2 separate regions of the Capsicum annuum genome follow, and region 1 is linked to region 2. Evidence: chromatin contacts called from public Hi-C data. All regions are on one chromosome and are shown on one strand. Each heading gives the region's core, a stretch centred on a gene start, on an enhancer-like site or on the middle of the called end of the contact. The rest is flanking DNA. Distances are from core to core; before and after follow the strand shown. Region 1 holds the start of LOC107859124 (pentatricopeptide repeat-containing protein At3g20730). Region 2 holds the start of LOC107861141.

The links. Hi-C and Micro-C count contacts between places; a contact is called where the count stands out from the background.
Region 1: a contact with region 2 is called in a Hi-C map of leaf, with 4 times the contacts expected there. The contact joins the promoter of LOC107859124 here to the promoter of LOC107861141 in region 2. A contact is called at or near these places in 2 of 5 Hi-C or Micro-C datasets (both in leaf).

The regions. Positions count from the first base shown.
Region 1 is chr2:119,913,626-119,917,312 of UCD10Xv1.1, reverse strand. LOC107859124 (pentatricopeptide repeat-containing protein At3g20730) reads left to right here and starts at 1,528. Exons shown (of 5, transcript XM_047406730.1): 1 at 1,528-1,682. The coding sequence starts at 1,680.
Region 2 is chr2:119,552,978-119,556,905 of UCD10Xv1.1, reverse strand. It overlaps LOC107861141, which reads right to left and starts at 2,211. Exons shown (of 2, transcript XM_047406722.1): 1 at 1,824-2,211; 2 at 323-1,281. The coding sequence starts at 2,012. The coding sequence ends at 598.

The DNA.
Region 1 (3,687 bases), core at 279-2,778, 360 kb before region 2:
GAATCTAGCTTCTTTTTCATGAAAACATTTTCCTTCATACCAAACACACCCTTAAAGTTGAAACCCCAAACATTGTTAGTTCTCAGTTTTGTTTGGACAAAACCTTTTTTGAAGGAGAAAAATAAAATGACCATCAAAGAAGAAAAAAAAATCTAGGTTTCTATAGCTTTCCATTGGGAGGTGCAATTATAAAGTATAAATTTTCTCAACAACGATAGAAGTTATTCCAGTAATTATTACAGTTGTTTGATAATTTTGCGTCGTTGTTGGACTGCTGAATATTTTTATGGATAATCAATTTATCCCAACTTTGAAAAATTGACTAAATATACCCTTGTTGGACAATAAAATTTTCGAGACCGAAAATAAATAAATTGAGATAAGAAAATATATTGCAACAATCAATTTATTGATTTCAATGCGAGTGTTACAATCTCTATGGATCCTCTGATTCGCCTTTTCAAATATAACTTCAAGGGCTTAAAGCTTGATCTTGAATTTGAACTTGATTTGATCGACTTAAGGGGCTTGATCTTGACTTGTCCTTGAATTCAAGGGCTTTTGAGCTTGTTCTTGAATATTGCGGTCTTGATCTTAAATCTTGATGAACTTGATTTGAATGTTTGAGCTTTTTAGAGAAATTGTGGTGTTTGATCCACGAGTTTTCTCTTGCTACTTGTTAGAGTTCTGAGGTCCTTTTTTTGAATTATGAGACCCTTATTTATACTTATGGAAAAGGAAGAGTCATGATGAATATGGACTTCCTTTGACCAATCAAATTTAAGTGACATGTCACCTTTTATGGGCTTTGATTTCATGGGTCTGCTGCATCATTTTGACATGTGGCATGGTCCTATTGGATCCTTCCCTTGACTTGGCATGCCACGTCATTTGACACGTGGCGCTTATTTGGGCCTCTAGAAAATGACAATATCTTGGACTTAGTAAAGTGAGCTCATCATTTGTAGCCCAAATTAATGGACTAACCCAATAAATTTTGGATCTTATTTAAATCCATACTCATTTGGACTTAAATAATTAATTCAATTATATTAATCCGCAATATTTATTTGGAACTAATATATTTTGAATTTAATATAATCCGAATTTCGTACGAATTTAAATTTAATAACATTTTAATGTTCACAAAATGTCTCCTACTTCACGATTTGTTGAGATTTTTTTTTTTTTTTTTAACGACTAAGCTTGAAGTATCAACTTCATTAATCCAGATGGGTCCAAATGTTCAGGTGAAAACCAAATGTTGTAAGAACAAGGATTCATCATAATAATTATCATTTAATTATTATTATAGTATAATTATTATATGTGTTATTTAATACTAGCACTAGCATGCAGTTTATAACAACCTTGGCCCACGACAATTAATATCTCATTAGTTCATGGATTAAATATTGTTAATCCACCTACTTGCGAACCCATCCCTTTTCAATTAGGAGTGCTCACGTTTTTTTTCTTCTTTATTTATATACAAGGACCACACCTTGACTTCAAGTAGAAGACTACTACATAAAGCCAAATTCATATAGGAGATTAATTTGTAACTCCTAACCACCGCCTCACAAATCCTATGAATAGGCCATTCATCTTCTCCCGTGATTTAAATCTCAGGCCGTGAGTTTCAATCCTTTGAAGAATTTGCTCGCTGCGCAATTTTAATGGTAAGTTATTCTATGAATTACTTTTGCTTTTCTCTGCTATCTCTTTTCTTCTTTTTTTTTTTTTCTAATGGGATTGAAACAGATAGCAATATATAACAATTATATTGCTTGAAAATGGTGGCCGTTGGCTTATAAATATGCTACTTTATGTATTTTTTTTCCTACAATTATCCCTCAAAATATTTTCGCATTCTTTTCAATATATATATATATGGAGATTATTTTTATAAAAATTTCCTTTTTTTAGAAATTATGTAATTCATATTATTTTTAATACATCAAATCAAACACTGAATTAGAAAAATACACATAATTAAAGCAAACATGGCTAACACAAACATTACTAATACAATCATTAATAATACATTATATTTTGTATTATTATTATACTTTCTACAAACGACTTCTTAGGACACATTTGGTAGGATGTATTAATTGAAATAGTGCATGCATTAAAATTTAATCCAATCTAGTACATTGTTTGATTGCACGACTCAATTTAATCCCTCTTTATCTTTGTATAACTAATACAACATAGGATATATTATCTTATACTGAGGAAACACAGGAATTACTTATACAAGATCAAATCATACATGAATAAGAGAATAAAATAACTAAATTACGACTCAATCTCTTTTACTAATTTTTTCTTTTATCCAACTAATTAATAGAAAATGCAATTTTCATCGCTATCCGAAATCATTTTAATCTTCATAAATCATGTTAGGCCAAAGCTATCAGCTTTCTTAGGATGTTTGGAGGGCCAAGTGAAGCTACTAGAACAAAAAATACTTTCATGTTATTTCATGTGAAGCTTTTAGGATTAATTTCATGTTATTTTATTCAAGAATTAGTTGAATACAATTCGTATGTTTGTTTTGTTGAAGAATTAATTAAATGTGATAAAATTATATTTGATTAAAAAAACCCACATAAATGATCGTGAAGATAAACAGTAGCAGATTGAAAGAAAAAGATATATGGGGTTCTAACAAGCATTTGAACGATAATGTCTCACCATAATATGTATTTCATATTATGATAGAGGTCCGTAGATTATTTGATAAAGGGTCTATGCACTTCAAACATCTAAACTATTCATATTTTAATTTTTAAGATGTCAAGTTAAATGAAATAGAAATTTCATTAAAAAATCAAAGGCATAATTATAAAGAAAATATTTATAAAATTTTAAACTAAACATAATACATCATATATCTAATTTTTAACACAAAAAATTAAATACTTAACAAAAAAATTTCTACATTATAGTTATTATATTAAGAATTCATGCATTATTAATCCTTATATTACTATCTCTGTATAACTTATTTTCCTACCAAAAGACCCCGTAATTTTTAGTGTGTTAAATTAACTTGACTTAGCAAGTGCGTGAATAAATGGTTCAAGAATGTGATTGAATTGCCAGGTGCCGCACATCTACTTAGTTAAAGATTAAGTAGGCGTTCGGCGATCAGAATTTTTTAAAAAAAAGAAAAATTATTTAATTTTAATAAAAAAATAAAAATAATAATATTTACCTATAAAAATTATTTTAATTATATATCTTTAGACCAACTTCAATTATAACTTCAACTTCAAAAAATTATTATTTTCAATTATAACTTCAATTTCAAAAAATTATTATTTTCACAAGAAACAGGACCTAAGAGCATGACAGTAAGATTTTAAAATGTTAGTTATGTCAGAAAGTAGACTGGGGCTTCAGCCTTTAAGCTTTAGAGGGTTAACAAAATTGAGTAATTCGCTCCGCACCAATAATCTTCGCCGGGACAGTAGCAGCGACAGGCTTAGAAGCCGCAGACCCGAGCCGATGGAAGCTTGTAGGAGCTCTTAGCTTACCACAAGTAACATACATCTTCAATTGGTTAACAAAAAGTTTCTTTTCTACTTTGAAATTTGGTGTAAATTTTTCTGATCATTCTCGATGAACTTCGTAGCAGAAAGCTTGAAAAACAAGGCTATTTCTTTAAACAAGTAT
Region 2 (3,928 bases), core at 962-3,461:
CGTAGAAAAAGATAAAATATACATTAATTTTTCAAATTAAACAAATATTGTTAACGAAAAAGGATCAAAATACCTCAAACTATTAAAAATGAACATATATATCCCTCATTAAATTTTAATATCAAAAATACCCTCATCATTAGCTAAACGAATCATGAACACCCCTCGAATTTAATCGAGTTCTACCTTATATAAAAACTCTTTAAAAATGTTAAGCTCCCATACTTACCATTTTAGTGCCGCACGCCACACTCCACACGCCACACTCCACACGCCACACACACCGAATACAATTCAAAGAGTTATACGTTGAAAAATGAAGTGACCGTGTAAATTACAGTTTTATCCTTGTTTAGATTTGTCCAATCCAACACAAACGTCTACATATTCTTCTGCACATGCCAAGGCTACACTGTTTAGCTTTAATGTCACCTACAGTACTAGCACCATGAAACCGAAATCATCTGGTTTTTTTTTTCTAAGTAAACAAAAATCTAGCATGCCCAAAACTAACTACATTCTACGATAATAATAACAACGCATGTCGACCAAAAAACATTACATACACTAGCTAGCTAGAAATTGCCATTGAGAATTTCACATTAGAGATTTGAGTGAACTGGCTTTGATGGGCTTACGGGCTCTTTTGATCAGCTTACAGTTTTCAACTTCTTCAGCATCATCATCCTCATCTTCAACGTGCTCAGCTCCTTCATTATCCATTTGAGGAGATGAAGATTGTCCCCCTTGAGTAGTACTGTCATGACTAGAGTAGATTTCAGCTGCTCCTGCTAGGGGTGGTGCTGTATTATTCTTCTTCCCAGTCGAAGGACCTCTTTTCTTGCCCCATAAAGGACCAAAACCAGAATAATAGTAATATTCGGAAGACAATGATTTCTTAGTACGATGAGGGCGGTCGCGGGAACTCGGAGTTATCTCGGCTGCTGCCACCGCAGTTTGCTTAATTTCGGTGTTGGAGTTAACACCAGCAGCAACAAGAGCAGTAGTAGAATATTGAGCTGAGTGGTTGCTACTGCAATGCTTTTTCCCTTGAGCAAAATGGTGCTCACATAAATTATGCCCTCTTTTTGCCTCTCTACTGCATTGCCATCCCTTCCCGTCATTCTTGACGCACATTGTTGTAACACTGTTATCTCCATCTCCCATCTTCTCGTCTTTCTCGAAATCGTTAGAATCAGCAGGCACATCAGCGACTTTATTGTCTAAGAAATTCAGCCTTTTCGTCTCCCCATTATCGTCCAGTTTCAATGACGTGATGCTACAGAAAAAGCAATGCTCGCTAACTCAACTTTACAACCGATTACATTTTATATGTACATACCCAACTGTACATATCAAATAGATCTTGGAAAATTATCGTTTTCTGAATTACATAAAAAGAAAAGAAACATACTGCTGCAAGTAATTAAAAATAAATAGATGTAATAGTCGAAAAGATACCTCTGTTTAGAATCAGAAAAGGTCTCATTTACAGCACAGGTATCATATCCATCCAACAGCTCCATCCAACAGCAGCAAATGAAATCAGAAACAAAAAGAAGTTCATTTCTTGAAAGAATAAAAGCTGTGCAGTGGAAAATAGGGATAAACAGTGAAACAAATCGAAGATAGAAGGCCAAATAAACGAGAGAAATGGTTGGATTGACATTCATTGAGGAACCCTAATGTGGTGCTGTAAGTAAAACTAAACCCTAAAACGACAAGCAGAAAAATGAAGGGACATTGAAGAAATGAAATGGGAGTTATTGAATAGATCTGGTAAAAGGGTAAGAAGAAAAAGGAGATTTATTCATTAAACTGACCTGATAAGAAGATGGTGGTGCCGGAGGAGGAAGTGGAGTCTGCTGATTAATATTATCTTCTTGGTTGTTATCGTCGTGGAATGTGATGACATCCCATGGAGATTGATTGAGCTGACAAAGGTGGGCACCGGGGAATACAGCACAAGTATAGAGTGGCGGGGAGATTTTGGCATGCTTCCTTATTCTCATGGTTGAGAACAACTCTCAGAAACACACACACAAAAAATAAAAAAGTATTTTTGAGGGGTAGGCACGATGGGAAGCAGATCCAAATGGGTCATATATGTTTTTATTTTTATTTCCCTTTTTACTTTCTCTTTGTTAATTACTTGGGCTCCATGAAACTAATTGAGTGGGGGTGTTTGGGTGGGATGGAGGTGCGGGTTGCGTGCCAGGGTGGGGGGTTTGTGTTCTGCTGGGAAGAAAAATGTTTTTTTAGATAAAAGAATTGGTACTTTTCCAATTTATCTTTGTTAATTACTGTATTCCAACGGGGGGTTTTGTTGTCCGGGATAAGGTGGATCCCGCAGTTAAGTTTGATGAGAAAATTGAAGGAAAAATGTCAAGTTTTGAACGACGGATTGGTGATATTGATCAATTTAAAGATTTAAATATAATTAAAAATTTTAATTAAATTAATTATGAATTTAATTAATATTTTTAAAATTTTTAAATTTTTTTTTAAAAATACAAAACAACTTACACCCCTCTCACCTTTTATATGAGCTAAATTAGTGCAAAGATTATAATTTCAAAACTACAATCTTAAGATAATTTAATTTGCGTGTCAAACGATCTATAAAAATATTAAGGGCACTAAGGGTGCGCTCATAGACTGTAGAGCGTGGATGGGTGGAGATTGAGGTTAGGCAATGGAGTAAAGATAACATGTTAAAAATATAAAAAAGGCAAATAAATATAAAATGTCATTTTGTGAATATTACTTTTATTATCAGACTATCTTTTCATTTTTAAGAAAATATTTTTCAAAAATTTTAACCTATTATTTAAAAATCATCATAGTTTCCCTTTATACTGAAAGCACCCTTACTCTTGCATTCTTTTTGCAATGGGAATTGGGGAAGGGCGACAGACACTCATATATTATAAAAAATATTTTTATTTTTATTTTCGTCATACACTTGGTTATTTATACTTGATGTTAGGATAAATCATCATCTTAGTTGTTATTCAGCTTAATTAACATAACTTTAATTACTTGAAATTTAACCGTCGGTATAACTAAGCTACAATCAAAGTAGAGGATTGAATTTAAACATTTTTCTTGAAATGTTTTGGCACGAAAAATTCAGTCAAGATATGTAACGATTTGAAAATGACAAGAATATAAAAATATAACGAATTATACAATTAAAATATTTTGTATAATAAATAAGTAAATTTTAGATCTTTTCCCTTTCATAAATATTTTAATTCATTTTATTCAATTATAAAAAAAATTGAAAAAAAATAAAATAAATAAATTAAGTACGACTTCATAATGATCAAGCTAATCAGTGTCGAGCACCAGGAATCAGGGGCGGCTCTACTTTTAAAAAAAAATAGGCGGTCGTCTTAGGCCCCTAAATTTGAGGGTCTCATTTTTTACGATAATATATTATAATTTTTTTAAAAAAAATATTGCTGTTTATAGAAAAAATAATTTTTTTATATACTATAAAAGGAAAGAATTACTAGAAGAAGCTCATATATCTAGAGTATTATATCTCAAGAAAGATTAAATACATTAATTATATTATTACTTAAAAAGAATAATTAGAAAAAATCGATTATATAATTTTGAAAATAGAGTTTATTAAAAAAAGTTATTTTTCTTAAAAATTCAAGGCTTCTTTTTAATTTCTACCTTAGGCCACGAATATGCTTGAGTCACCCCTGCCGGGAATTAGACATAACCTTTAATCTATATATGTATCAAAAAGTTATAATTATGCGAAGGAGTACATTAATTTTAATCTCAGAAAACATTGTAATGTTTGATATTAACCAACATACTACAAATTTATACACAAAAATTACATCTGTGATAGTGGCTAGTGTAGGCCATGAAACAATTCAAGTACCAATCTCAGTTGTTATTGACG